Linked DNA regions of Mus musculus: region 2 is linked to region 1. Evidence: chromatin contacts called from public Hi-C data. All regions are on one chromosome and are shown on one strand. Each heading gives the region's core, a stretch centred on a gene start, on an enhancer-like site or on the middle of the called end of the contact. The rest is flanking DNA. Distances are from core to core; before and after follow the strand shown.

Evidence for each region. A called contact is a pair of places that touch in the nucleus more often than the background predicts.
Region 2: a Hi-C map of bone marrow-derived macrophages shows a contact between it and region 1, with 26 read pairs. The contact joins two enhancer-like sites. A contact is called at or near these places in 1 of 484 Hi-C or Micro-C datasets (bone marrow-derived macrophages), 1 of 115 datasets of contacts at active chromatin or transcription factors (large pre-B cells) and 5 of 9 other capture datasets (adipose tissue, embryonic stem cells, liver and 2 more).

The regions. Positions count from the first base shown.
Region 1 is chr4:132,685,753-132,693,224 of GRCm38.p6, reverse strand. Eya3 (EYA transcriptional coactivator and phosphatase 3) reads right to left here. Exons shown (of 17, transcript NM_210071.2): 7 at 3,435-3,520; 8 at 80-263. Among named protein-coding and RNA genes, the nearest start is that of Xkr8, 43 kb to the left of the region's middle. Within about 2 kb of position 3,379, at least 3 of the 459 cell types and tissues checked have an H3K27ac peak or open chromatin away from gene starts, as enhancers often do. A contact at or near this core is called in bone marrow-derived macrophages, where this site is marked.
Region 2 is chr4:132,872,878-132,880,349 of GRCm38.p6, reverse strand. The region is part of intron 1 of Stx12 (syntaxin 12); the gene reads left to right. Among named protein-coding and RNA genes, the nearest start is that of Stx12, 7.8 kb to the left of the region's middle. Within about 2 kb of position 3,884, at least 6 of the 459 cell types and tissues checked have an H3K27ac peak or open chromatin away from gene starts, as enhancers often do. A contact at or near this core is called in bone marrow-derived macrophages, where this site is marked.

The DNA.
Region 1 (7,472 bases), core at 2,130-4,629:
AAACTAACTCATCCCAGAACAAACTCCTTTACCACCACTTGGAAGCACTGTTGGATGAAGTCTGGTCCTCTGCACTTACCGGAGGGAAGCCTCTGTGTGGCTGGTGCAGGCACCATAGCACTAGGCTTCTCCGTCTGGTATGTTGTAGCTGCTAATGTTGTGGTCTCAGCATCACTGTTAGTCTGACCTGTGACTCCAAAGCTGGAACTGGGGTAGCAGGCCTGGTACTGATTCTGTCCAAGAATAGTATAGGTGGGATAATCCTGTGGGCCGAAGGGAGGAAAACAAGACTATTACAAGAGATCAAAATTATTTCATAAAACATTTACTTATTTTCCACCTATCTAACAGTCCCAAGTAATCAATGATTTTCAAAGTGCAGAAACCTGAGTACAGATGCATCATCTAAGTGGACAATATGAATTTGGTTAAACCTGCTGTACTGGCTAGTTTTGTGTCAACTTGACACAGCTGGAGTTATCATAGAGAAAGGAGCTTCAGTTGAGGAAATGCCTCCATGAGATACAACTGTAAGGCATTTTCTCAATTAGTATTCAAGGGGGAAAGGCCCCTTGTGGGTGGGACCATCTCTGGGCTGGTAGTCTTGGGTTCTATAAGAAAGCAGGCTGAGCAAGCCAGGTGAGGCAAGCCAGTAAAGAACATCCCTCCATAGCCTCTGCATCAGCTCCTGCTTCCTGACCTGCTTGAGTTCCAGTCCTGGCTTCCTTGGTGATGAACAGCAGTATGGAAGTGTAAGCTGAATAAACCCTTTCCTCCCCAACTTGTTTCTTGGTCCTGAGGTTTGTGCAGGAATAGAAACCCTGACTAAGACAAATTGGTACCAGCAGAGTGGGGTATTCCTGTGACAACCTGACCATGTTTTGGGGAGGTCTGTGGAAGGACTTTGGAACTTTGGTCTTGAAGATCCATTTGTTGTAAAGAGCTCTGTGGGATGTTGTGTAGGAGCTTGGAAGATAATGTTGAGAACAGTGCAGAAGATGGAGGCCTGGTTTGTGAAATTTCAGAGGGAAAATTAAAGACTCTTTTCAGGGTCATTGCTGTTTTGATTGTGAAGATTCTGTAGTTCTGGTTAGCTGGGGCTGAAGAATCAGCTGTGATTAACAAGATACCAGAACTACTAAAGCAAAAACTTTGCATTACTGGGACTATTGATGCTGGTTAGCTGGAGCTAAGAAATTAGCAGTGATTAAGAAGAGACCAGCATCATTGAGGTGACATCTTCTGGGAAGTGTTTTCTGAGAGCACAGTGGCTGTGTTCCAGATATAGCCAAAGTTGTACCTTGTGCTGTGGCTGGACTTGGTAATGTGTAAGGGTCACCCAGGTGGTACTGGTTTTGAAGGCATGAAGGAGTTGAGCAGAGCAGCTGAGGCTTGGCACTGTGAGAGGCCATGGAAGGCCATTGGTGAAAGTCCAGCCTCATTTGCAATTGATGGCCCAGGACTGAAGGGGTCATGCCGTGTTTTGGAGATGCCAGTACCATGAGATGACCACCAAGAGCAGCAGCAGCAGTGGAGTACAGGCATCTGGAGCCTAGAGGATGACGCGTGTGCTACAAAGGGCCTGGCTGGAGAAGTGACCCAAGCCCTTGGAGGAGCCCAGAAGATCGTAAGTTGGATCCCAGACATTGGACGGTTGGAGATTGACTTTTGCTTTTGATTGTGGCTGTGCCCTGATATTTTCCCTCTTGAAGGAAGAAACTGTTTTAGTGGAGCCCACAGTTAAGAGACTTTTAATTGTAAAAAGACTTTGGATTTTAAAAGAGATGGATATTTTAAAGAAATTGAAATTTTAAGAATATGTAAAGACTGTGGGACTTTTAAAGTTATTTAGATCTTGGGGATGAATAAGAATGTAAGGGTTGAGGCTTACTAGTGATGTGTTTGTGTGTCAAGTTGACAAGGGGTCAACTGTACTGGTTAGTTTTGTGTCAACTTGACACAGCTGGAGTTATCACAGAGAAAGGAGCTTCAGTTGAGGAAATGCCTCCATGAGATCCAACTGTAAGGCATTTTCTCAATTAGTGATCAAGGGGGAAAGGCCTCTTGTGGGTGGGACCATCTCTGGGCTGGTAGTCTTGGTTCTATAAGAGAGCAGGCTGAGCAAGCCAGTAAAGAACATCCCTCCATGGCCTCTGTATCAGCTCCTGCTTCCTGACCTGTTTGAGTTCCAGTCCTGACTTCCTTTGGTGATAAACAGCAGCATGGAAGTGTAAGCCGAATAAACCCTTTCCTCCCCAACTTGCATCTTGGTCATGATGTTTGTGCAGGAATAGAAACCCTGACTAAGACACCTGCTTCAGGAGTAAGTTATAATGTGAAAAACTAAAGACACTATCCTTCGAAGATCAAAACAAGGGCTGTGAAAGGAGAGATCCTATATGGGGCTGCACGGCATACAGCTGGGAACGTAAGAGAAACACTGGGCCACTGTGAACGCACATGAACTCAGCTCAGGAGTCAGGCAGGAGGATGAATGTAAGTTGAGAGCAGCCTGGTCTGTGGCGTATCCCAGGAAGCCAGGAGTACAGAGTGAGGTCCTGCTTCAAAAAAAAAAAAAAAAAAAAACTCTCCCACCCAAAACAGAACAGCCCCCTATGAGCCCCAAGGTACGTGTGGACTTAAAGAATAAACACAGCACCAGAGAGACAGTGAGGCACAGGAAGTCAAGGAGGACATTAACTGTAGCCAGAAATCACAGCCCATGGAGACAACAGCAGTCAAAGAAGTTGCTGTAGACAAAGTCTGAGCGTGTTAAAAGCAAAACAAACTCTAAAACACTGAAGACTTGATAGTGATCTTTAAGCACACATATAACAGTGATCAAATAAATCACAGCGGGCATGGTGATAGTGGTGTACACCTTTAACCCTAGAAATTGGGAGACAGAGGCATGAAAACCTCTCTGAGTTCAAAGTCAGCCTGGTCTACAAAGCAAGTTCCAGGACTGCCAGGACTACACAAAGAAATCCTCTTTCAAAAAACATGGAAAGAAAAACAAACCAAACTACAAACAATAGTAAGCAGGTGAGTGGAGGTAGTATTTACTCATGCCACAATAGTTCTGAGTTCCTTCTGAGTGAGTGCCAGGGAGGTGTTAGGCTCTGGGAATATAAAACTGATCAAAAATAGAAAAATAAATCCTGGTCCTTTTTGGAGTGCACACACTAGTGAGAGCATTGGGGAAGGCTGGGGTTAACAGATAATGCCTCAGACAGAACCATACTCCTGGGAGGATTAGCAAGGAACAGAGAAACAGGAGAGCAGCCAGAGTTCTGAGGGCATCCAGCAACAGGGCTCAAGAGTCTACACCATTCCTAGTCGTTCCCCTGATGGGCAAGCTGACCATGGAAAGAAGAGAGGAAGTGAAAGTTGGGTGAATCATCTCAAGGAAGATGAACAAAGGGGCACAGTACCTGGTTTGAGATGCTGGCCACAGCTGCTGCTGGAATATTGGCAATTGCAGATGAAGTGGGTATCAGGCTGGCATTTGTGCTTGAAGCTACAGGATTGAGAGGATTAAGAGATATTAAATGTAATTAGATGTAAACGGCTTAAAGATATGGAAAACAACCCGTTTTAACTGAACATATTGGCAAGGAGACAAAGAATACTGGGTAAAGAGGCAAATGCTGGAAGCTGGAGAGATGGCTCAGTTGTTAAAGAGTACTGGCTGCTCTTCCAGAAAACCTGGGTTCAAGTTCTAGCACCCATATGATGACTCAAAACTGCATGTAACTCCAGGCCCTCCTTCTGGCCTCTGTGGTACCAGGCATACATATGATACACAGACATAGAAGAAACAAAACACCATATACATAAAATCCATTAACAACTTTTTAAAAAAGCAAACACTTGTTTTGCATGCAATACCACAGTGGGGCTTGATTACAAACAAAACCCTGGAGGATTTGCTTCAATTTGAGTCTATGGGAAGTCCTAGACGGATGCATCACAGCTCACACTGACGCACCACACCAGTGAAGTCAGCACTAAGTCAAATCATCCTAGTCTTTTCTAGAAGCTGAAGAATGACTCCCCTGCACGTGACGTGACAGTCTGTAGAGCTCTGGTGAGTCCGATGTTGTGGTATTGTTTATGGCCATTTGCCCCGAATTATGTCTCTGCTGAGGGACATACTTACATTGAGAAATAAAGCTAACTCCCCCACCTCTAAAATGCTTACAACGGCTATATTCAAATAATGGGTTATTAGTGTGGGTCAGAAAGCACTATGAGGACCAGCAGGATGGCTTAGCAGGTAATGCTGCCTGGTGCTAACCTGAGAACCTGAGGCAGAGAGGCCTGGGGTCCACATAGTGGAAGGAGAGCTCTGACTTCGAGCTGTCCTCTGACCTTCACACGTGTATTGCGGTGTTCGTACACACACACACAAATGTAATAAAAAATTTTAACACCACTATGATTTGTTATTTAGAAACTTTATCAATAAACCCTCAAAGACTCAGAAGATTAAAAAATCTCATCTGGTCAGGTAAAAATGTATTCTATCAAATAACTACTTAGAATGTCTTTAAATTTTACATATTTTTGTAAAAACAGAATCTATCAGGTTCTAAGCTCAAACTTCAGTGATTAGGAAATAGCACATGGCTTTGCTCAGGTGACAGGGTAGTAGTCAGTGTTGCCAGGCATCAGTTCTGAACTCTTCTCTCTCACGACAAGCAGGGAAACACGGTTCCTGCTGCAGCCACCCACCAGAAGGACCAAATTGAGCAGCACAAAGTTCTCCAGGGGAAAGCCAGCAAGAAAACCTCCACTAAGAACAGAATTCAGGGAAAATGAAGTAGGAAGTACGCAGGGCAGACCAGAACCAGGTTCTGGAGGGCACTGTGCTGAAAACCACGTCTAGACAAGGACAGTCACTGCTCCTGCCGCAAGCTCAGCCCGCTGAAGAGCTTGGGCCAGAGAAGAGTGTTCAGTCCAGTTGATAATCCCAGTGGTCAAAAGTCAACTGGATCTCCTACCTCCTCCTCTGGTGTCCTTTCCTCAGTCTCTGAAATCTACAGTGTTCTGCCCCAGGGCTATGACAGGGCTCTTACTGGCTTCTTTCCTAAACACAAGTAAATGAAACGCATTTGCTTCCCATCAATAGTCACTGCTATAGCTTAATCCATTCACTTTACAAAGAGGAAGCATCAAACAGCAGCACACAGGATAGATAAGTCCTAAGCAGTTTTAATCATTTTGTGGAAAAGACTTTCTGGTAGTTCCAGAATATAAGCAATGTGTTCTCCTAGGCAGGCCTGAAACAGAACAGACTGAACAAAAATGACATCCAATGGGAGAAGAGCTAGCTTTCTCATTTCCAGACCAACTTCCCTTTCCTTCGCTTGTGGCTTGAGTTTCTTTTCTCCTCCTGCCCAGCATTCTCTTAATTATTAACACTAGACACTTGCAGACTCAATTATACCTGGTCACTATACACATGGGAGAGATGTACTCTGGCAAAGTAGTTTCAGAAATGTAAAAATCAGCCAAGCATGGTACTCGGAGACTGTGGAAAAGGAGGACTAGTTCAAGGCCAGCTTCGTATTCGTAGTGAATTCAAGACCAGTGTGGGCTTCATGAGATCTAAACTCCCCAAACCAACAAAAACCAACAATAAAAGAAATTTAATAACCCTAAATCTAAAAAATAAGTGGTATATTTTAGGTTCGTATAACTACCACGAAAATGTATAAAACCTCTATATGCTTTACCCTATAAAGAACTATGATTAAGAAGTTAGAAATGAAAAATTGCTAATCATCCTACAGACATAAATTAAAGTGCAGGTGTAATAAACGCAACAATGTTCTTCATGATAATGTACCCTTTCTTCAGAGGACTTAGAGGATCTTACTCCCTCACAGTTTGTGTTTTCCACCAGACTCTAAGCTCTACCAGGACATACCTTGCTATTTTATTATGTCCAGCATCTAGCAAAGTGCCTGACATTTGATGAGGCTTAGCCAGGCAAGTGATGGCACACTCTTCTAATCTCAGCACTCAAGAGATTGGCTGATCTCTGAGTCTGGAGTCAGTCTGGTCTACTGAGCAAGATAGTCAGGGCTACATAGAGAAACCCTGTCTTGAAAAACCAAAACCATCCAACCAAACAAGAAAGATGAGGCTTAATAACTATTTGTGAGATTCAGTCTTGCACACACTAGGCATGAGAAACAAAGTCTTTTTGTCTGTTAGAGGCTGACAGTCAGGTTACCACTCTTTTTTCTTCTTCTTCTTCTTTTTTTTTTTTTCTTGAGACAGGGCTTCTCTGTATAGCCCTGGCTGTCCTGGAACTCACTCTGTAGACCAGGCTTGTCTCGAACTCAGAAATCCGCCTGCCTCTGCCTCCCCCGCAGTTACCTACTCTTAAGAGAGCTATATATTCTCAGTATGTAACCAAAATACTTAACAAAAACACAACCAAGTCCTAGCCTTTGGGACCTAGAGAAACTGCATGTCTAGGCTGCCAGGATGGGGGATGGGTCACTTGCTCATTCATTCATTCGTCAAACCCATACTGTTTACTAAGTGCAAGTACTATTACATGGGCGTGGCCTATATCAATGTACTTAAAAATATAGGAGGGGAAAAAGACTCCTGCACTCAAGAAGCTTAGTAATAAATCAAAATAATTTCTCCTAAACAAGGATTGGTGAGGTGATCCAGTGGATAAAGTTACCCGCTACCAAACGGGAAGACCTGACTTCAACCCCAGAACCCACATAGTAGGAGAAAACTCACATCCAAAGTTGTCCTTCAACTGCCAAATGCATGATGGGGCACGTGCTCATACATGCTTCATGCACAAACATGTACAATAAATGTTGGAGTAGAGATTTACATCAGCAGTGGATAGAGTCTGAACAGAGCTATGTGATAATGGATTAGAGATAGAGAAACCAGTAAAGATTCATGTATTTAACCTAAAATATATACGTGTACTTAAACACAGGTTAGAGCACATGGACTGGCTAGTTTTGTGTCAACTTGACACAAGCTGGAGCTATCCCAGAGAAAGGAGCTTCAGTTGGGGAAATGCCTCCACAAGATCCAGCTGCAAGGCATTTTCCCAATTAGTAGTCAAGGGGGGAGGTCCCTTTGTGGGTGGTGCCATCTCTGGGCTGGTAGTCTTGGTTCTATAAGAGAGCAGGCTGAGCAAGCCAGTAAAGAACATCCCTCCATGGCTTCTGCATCAGCTCCTGTTTCCTGACCTGCTTGAGTTCCAGTCCTGACTTCCTTGGTGATGAACAACAGTATGGAAGTGTAAGCTGAATAAACCCTTTCCTCCCCAACTTGATTCTTGGTCATGATGTTTGTGCAGGAATAGAAACCCTGACTAAGACAGCACACACACATATTTCTTGATCTGTTAACAGAATATCTAAAAGAAATGACACCTGGGCTAGAGAGATGGCTTAGCGGTTAAGAGCACTGACTGCTCT
Region 2 (7,472 bases), core at 2,635-5,134, 190 kb before region 1:
ACATAAAACATGTTATCTGTCATTTGGTTCTTTTTTCTTAAACATAACCAGTTTTTTTCTCACAGTTTAATATCTACTTATATTCTATATCCCTTAATTAAGACAAGCTTTTTGACCTTGTCCCTAGAGCAGTACTGGTTTGGTGGGATGAAGGACCATGCATTATACATTTCTCTTTAGACAGTGCCTGGCACAGCAGTGGATGCTTTGGCATTCAGTATGTACTTAATTGATTTTATCATTGCTAAGTACATTCTTCTTGGTCTTGAGTTTGATAATAATAGCTGTCCTTAGTTGAGTGCTTTTATGTGGCAGACGGCTTTCTAAACTTAGCCCAAATCATCTCATTTCATTCTCACATCAACCAACCGAAGCTTCCCTTGTTACTGTCATTCCTTAGGTGTGGAACCAGGACAGAAGACGGTCATCATTTACTTTAGATCACTCCGCTGGGAAGTGCTGGAAGCAACAGTCAGGCATAGGCAGGCCTGCTGATCATGTGCTCCACACCCGTGATTCTGTCCCTTGAGAGGCAGAGTCAGGGGAATCACATGGAGTTCAAGGGCAGCCTGGGCAAAACGGCAAGTTCTGGGATACTCTAGCCTACATAGAGAGTTCCAGGCTATGCAGGGCTACATATGGAGAGAGAACCTGTCTTAAAAACAAGAACACAGTCTCAATTCAGAACCCGTGTTCTTAACAGCCACATGTGCTGTCACTCTTGTGCAAAGTGGGAGATTACGCCTTTGGTTGTTAGTATACAGATTTACTATCCTGTTTAGTGACTGAATTTTTGGGGTGTGTGTGTGTGTGTGTGTGTGTGTGTGTAATAAAAGGTCTCATGTAACCTTTAACTCCTGACCTTCTTGTCTCTGACTCTCAAGTGCTGAAGATATGTACTATATCACTCCTGACAAACCCATTTTCAAAAGTTAAATCCCAGCCTTCAAGAGACTGAGGCAAGAGGATCAGGAGTTTGAGTCTAGCCCATCAGGAAATGGAAATAACTTGTTCAATTTATAGAGACTCTATCTTTATAATGGGGGCTGGGGATGTAGCTCAGTCTCAATAAATATGTGTATCTGTGATGCCTATAGTAGGTAGTTTTTACAATTTCTATGTAATATCATTGTTTAAGCCTAATTTTGTGTATAGAACATTGAATTGACTTCATTTTCAAAATCAGTGCAAAGACCTTGTTTGGTCTAGATAGTTTTTTTAGGTCTGTGGATTTCCTTTATCTTATCTTTTTATTTATTTATTTATTTATTTATTTGTTGGTTTGGTTTTTTTGAGAGAGGTTTTCACTATGTGTTCTTGGTTGGCTGAAAACTATAGAGTTTTGGCTGCCTCTGCCTCTTGAGTGCTGGGATTAAACCACATGCTATCACACATGGCCTTGTTTTATGTTTTAGTGCAAGTAATGCTTTTTATATTAAATATGTTTGTTTATGAGTGTTTGCCTGTGTGTATGTATGTGTTCTGCATGCATGCCTGGTACCCTCATAGGTCAGAAGATGGACTGTTGTTAGTAGGTGGTTGTTAGCAGACATGTGTGCTTGGAATCAAATCCAGGTCCCTTGCAAGAACAGCATGTTTTGAGTGTATTGAATTAGAGCATTAGATTGTCTCAAAGAGAATTATTGTCCAATCTGTGTGACGGAAAGTTACTTTCAATGTGATTAAATAGGTTTGGACCGTAGTTTGTGGGGGAGATTTAGATTTTGCTGATATCTATTAAAAGCAGGTAAGAAGTTGAAGTTAGAATTATTCTTGGTGTTGATGTTAGTGATAGTGTACAATAATCGACTTACTTCATGGTCTTTTTAAAAAGAGCTTTAGCCAGGACACACCTTTAAAGGAGGAGGTCAGTGATAGGAGAGGCTAAGGGCTAGTGGGTTCGCTTTTGGTTTGGTTTGGTTTGGTTTGGTTTTTCCCAATCTCTGTAGATATCTGAGATTGCCTAGAACAGATCCTTCTTGCCTTTATGTACTAAGTGCTGGGATGACAGGCTTGTGCCACCATGCTAGACCTAGGCATAGGTACAAAATTGACAAAATTGCTTACACATAACAGAAGGGGTTGTCTTCTAATATTAGGAGATACTCAATTGTCTTTATGTAAGATATTTTAAAATTTATTTTATGTGCATGGACATTTACCTGTATGTATATGTACCATACCTGAAGAGACCAAAGAAGGTCGGGTGTTGGGTCCCCTGGAACTGGAGTTAAAGACAGTTGTGTGTTGTCATGGAGGTGCTGGGAATTGAACTTGAGTCCTCTGAAGAGCAGCAGATGCTATACTCTACTGAGCCACCTCTTCAGTCCATACGTAGAGTATTTTACCAAGGGTAGGGATGTAGTTCAGTGGTAGAGCACGTGCTTAGCATGTGTGAGATCCTTGGTTCGCTCCCCAGATGATCTGCACATGCAGTCATAGTACAGAGCATTGTAAGTGTCCATCTTACACTTTATGTGCTGGGGATTGAGCCCAGGACTTTACCTATATCGTAGGCAAGCACCACCACTGGGACAGATCCCTAACAGTAACATGTCAGTCAAAAGGGGCTGAGGAGGTGGCTCATTTGAGGATCTGCATTTGATCTTCAGAACCTGGATGTGGTACTTAAAGTACCAGGAGACTGAGACAATTGAATCCTTGGAGATCAAAGGCAAACCATAGTGTATGGCACTTGAAGGATGACACCCAGGGTTGTCAACTGACCCACACACTCCCACACATTCTCCTCACCCCAAAATAAAACTTTCATTTGCTAGAATTCTTGGAAGAGGAGTGTGCTGGTTTATAGACTTGGCTCAGGGGTTAAGAGGATCTGGGTTCAATTCCCAGAACCCAGATGGTGGCTCACAAGGACCCATGACTCCAGTTCCTAGGGATTGATGTTCTTCTCATCTCCTCAGGCACCAAGTACACAAGTGGTGCACAGACATACATGCAGGCAAAATATTCATACACATAAAATTAGAAAAATAAGTAAATAAAAGGAGTATTCACGTTAATCAAGTGGACAGAAGGTCCTTTTAGACTTAACTCATTTTAATAAAAATATTTTCCAAATTATCATTTTGATATTTTAAGCACACTCAAGTGAAAATAAATGTCTGGGTAAATGTTCCTGTTTTGTGCTTTGTGTTTTGGGAAGGCTTCCTTTCTTGGGTGTAAGCTGTGTGGGCCAGTGGTCCCTAGGCATTAGTCACAGTTCCTCATGCTGAGCTTACAGAATGCAGTCGGCAAGAAGCTCTGCCTCGGTGTCAAGTAAATGAAAGACCCTGTCATCCTTTTGGTTTGGATTTTAAGGCATCTGAAAAGTCTGGATGGAAACTTGTAGGAAGATATCTTAGCGATCAGTATTATAGAGAAGAGGGGCTGGGGCGATGGCTCAGTGGTTAAGAGCAGTGGCTCTTCCACAGGTCCTGAGTTCAATTCCCGGCATCCACATGGTGGCTCACAACCATCTATAACTGTGGTCCCATGGGATCCAATTTGCAAATATACATGCAGGCATAGAGATTGAATTCCTTGGAAAAGATGGATGAGCATAATCATCATGGCTCTAGGAATTCTAGACTTGATTTCAAATAAAGCAAACAAATCAAAATCTCTTCTTGCTCATCAGCACCAACTAGGGTCACGTGGGCATCATGAAAACTGCGTCCTGAGCCGCTCATCGATGCTAAGACCCTGACTGAGCTCAGTAAATGTTAACCATACAAGGAGCATGTGGACAAGTGGTCCAAAGGGGAGAGAGAGAGAGAGAGAGAGAGAGAGAGAGAAGGAGGGAGGGAAGGGTGGGAAGGGCGAGCCAAGAAGGCTCTTCATTCATTCTGGTGCTTAGTAAGCAAATGACTCCAAAGTTCCCAACTTGACTTCCCCAAACTCCTTAGCTAGGAAGTCCACATGATTTCAACAAAGGAAACCAAACAGATGAGGGAAAAGTCCTCCCTCACTTGCAAATACCCAGAAGAGAGCTGATTATTGAGCTTCCTAGAGTATTTAATGCTTTGATGGTAATGAACAGCTAGCTACATACCTTGGTACACTTTTAGATATTCTCAGTTTACCTTTTGCTCCTCCCCCAAAACAGTTGGAACTCACTCTGTAGACCAGACTGGCCTCAAACTCAGAGTCCACCTGCCGGTGCCTCTTGAGTGCTGGGATCAAGGTGTGTGCCACCACTGCCTGGCATCAGCTTACTTTCAGAACAGTTTCATTCTGTAGTCTAGGTTGGCCTTGAGGTTCAGATTTCCCATATCCTCCTGAGTGCTGGCTGGCAGTCAAGTGTACGCTGCGTGCATGGCTGCCTGTCTTTTTATTCGTTTAGGTTTATTTATTTATTTATTTGTTCTTTTGAGACAGTCTTGCTTGTGTAGCCCTGGAACTTACTATGTAGACTGTTCTGCCTTTGAACGCACACAGATCAGCCTGCCTTTGTCTCCCAAGTGTTGGGATTAAGGAAGGCATGTGCCACTCTGCCCAGTTTACACATTGCATTTATAAGATTAAGAAAGCCATACATGCCGGGAGTGGTGACGCAGGCCTTTAATCCCAGCACTTGGGAGGCAGAGGCAGGCGAATTTCTGAGTTTGAGGCCAGCCTGGTCTACAAAGTGAGTTCCAGGACAGCCAGGGCTACACAGAGAAACCCTGTCTCGAAAAAACAACAAAAACAACAACAACAAAAAAGAAAGTCTCAGGTAGAGTATCTCTGAGGCACTCATTTGGGTTACAGAAAAACTACATTATTACCCACTATGCATACTTCCGGGACTAGAGTGTTTCATTGTGACTGACTTTGGGAGTCAACAGTGTGGGAGGACTTGGAAATCATTTAGTCCTCAGTAGAAGCAGTGTCTAATGAGGGGGTAGGGCATGTAACTCAGCTGGCACAGTACTTGCGTGACACACACAAATCTTTAGGTTTTATCTCTAGCACCACAAAATCATCCTATCTCTAGCATGATAACCCCTGCCCGAGATCACCCAAGAACTCCAGAAGTGGAGGCAGGAAGATCAGAAATTCAAAGCCATCCTCAGTTATGTAGGGAGGCCAACCTTGGCTAAGTGGAACCCTGCCTCAACAAACTACAAGATTTGATGAGAAAAATTGAAAATTCCACACATGTAGTAAGTCTTCAATAAACATTTAGTTAAATCAGGATATAATCTGCAAGTAGTGAAAAAGGCCCAGCAAAATAAAATAGCGCGCCCAATTCTGTACACCTGGTAATGGGTGCGTATGGCTGAGATGTGAAGGCTCGTATTCCTAGTTTACCTTGATTCACATCTTTTGCCTTGCCATGCATGCCATGAAGTTGAAGGGAGAGGCTGACTTACTCAATATCCTTGCACGCTCTGAGTACCTGGCACTGTGCTGGACTCCAGTGAGGACAGAGGCATAGTCCCAGAAATGGGAGGGCACCGGGAAGGGAGCAGGTTAGAGCCAGGATATCAGTCTATCTGCAGTTAGGTTAAGGTACTGTCAGATAAACAGGTTGGGGCAAAGTGGAACCCTGGGGAATCAGACCAGCCCTGTGTGACTGCATTCTATTTCCTTTAAGACTCAGCCCTTGGAGAGCAACATTATGTGACTCAAAGCATATAGTCTTCGGAACCAGCCCTGTGTTTGAATTCTAGTTATGGCATGCTGTTCATAACTCAACAGTAGCTTGCCATTTAATTAAAATCTCATTATAATTGCACAAGGTCCTCTATAACCTGGCTTCCCACTACCTCTTTGGCCAGTACTTATCTCTTGCTCACTCAGCTTTAGCAGTACCACACCATTGGCTCCCCTTTTGAGGACTTTGCCCTAGTTAATTACTCTCTTTGCCCGGACTACCCCCTCTTTATAAGTGCCTTGCCCTGCCTGGCATTTTCTTTAGGTCTGTCCATTGTTTCCTTATGTGGCCACTCATGTGAGTGAGTACCCTCTGCCTACTCCTTCACCTCCACTTCCGTTTATTCCCTTTGGTAGGATTGTTATCACCTTGTGTTTTTGTTATCCACCCTCCAGATCGTAAGCTTCCGGAAGCAAGTGCCACCTAGTGTATAGGACAATGTGGAGTAAGCACTGTTCTCTGAGTGAACAAGTCAGGCCTGTCACTCTTGGGCTGCTTCTGCTCACATGATGCAGGCGCATGCTGAAGCCTTACAGCGCTGCTTAAGGTCAAATAGAAGCCTGCCAGTAACCACAGTGTCTGCATAGTAAGTGCTCAGTGCTCCTGTCTGCACCGCCCCTCGTTTTGAAACAAGGTTTCATGTGACTAAGGTTGGAAGTCTTTCTCTCATGTGAGTTTCTGGGTTCAAACTCAGGTGTCAGACTTTACAGCGGATGTCTTTATCCGCTAAGCTGTCCAACTGGAACCAGAAGGATAGATTTTTAAACTCCAAACTTGTAGTAAGTGGACATCCTTGTTGCTTAGCTCTGGAAGCACTGCATATGTGTTCCCTGTATGATGGTGACAGTTAGACAACAGCACTGGCTTGTCACTTGCTTGACTAAGCCTGTTCTTCTGTAGTGTGGTGGCAGGAACGACACTTTGACATTATCCAGAGGGAACAGGAAAGGTGCTTGCCACAGAGGAGCTACCTTTGTCTATGCAGTGTTATCTGTTGAAATTCTGCTGCAACTTAAAAATGGGTTTCCTTTGTTTTCACCCTGCCCCACAAGATAAGTGAGAGTGGAGAAGGAAGGAAAGGCTGCGCCATCAGCTGTAAACACCAGCCTGGCAGTGATGGTGCAGGCCTTTAATCCCAGCACTCGGGAGGAAGGAGCAGGTGGATCTATGAGTTTAAGATCAGCCTGGTCTACAGAGTGAGTTCTAGGACAGCCAGGGCTACACAGAGAAACCCTTCCTTGAAAACAAAACAAAACAAACAACTAACAAAACTAGTAGTAAACACCACTTCATGCAGACAAACTAAGAATATTCTATTAATGAGTTCTGTTCTTTAGGTATCGTGAGTTTGCTTGTGTGACGTCTTGGGTTCAATTTATAGGAGACAGACAGATAATTCACAGGCATACATACGCATACATACACATATACAACTATCTGCCAGTTTAGTGTATCTTTCCCCTCCTTCTCTGACAACTTGGGGGAAAAAAATAGAAAGCCAGGCAAGAAGAAATCAAGGGCTCTGTCTCTGTGTTGCAGAAACTAGTGCCAGAACAGGGATAGGAAGGTTCCAGGCAGAGCAGTACTAACGTGTTCCCTATTGATCGGCCTAGACCTCTTCAGGCAAGGAGATTAGATGTCAGAGATTCGAACATGAACATTCCTAGGCTACCAGATATCTAGGGAAAAGAAAGGGCTGAGTAAAACTGTGTGTTTGGCTGTGATGCCATGTGGGAAAAGAACACTTTCCATTGGAGTCTGTATGCCTGGGGATGAGTTTTTACTGTGTTACTTTTTATGTGTGCATAGATAAGATACATGTATCTATTTT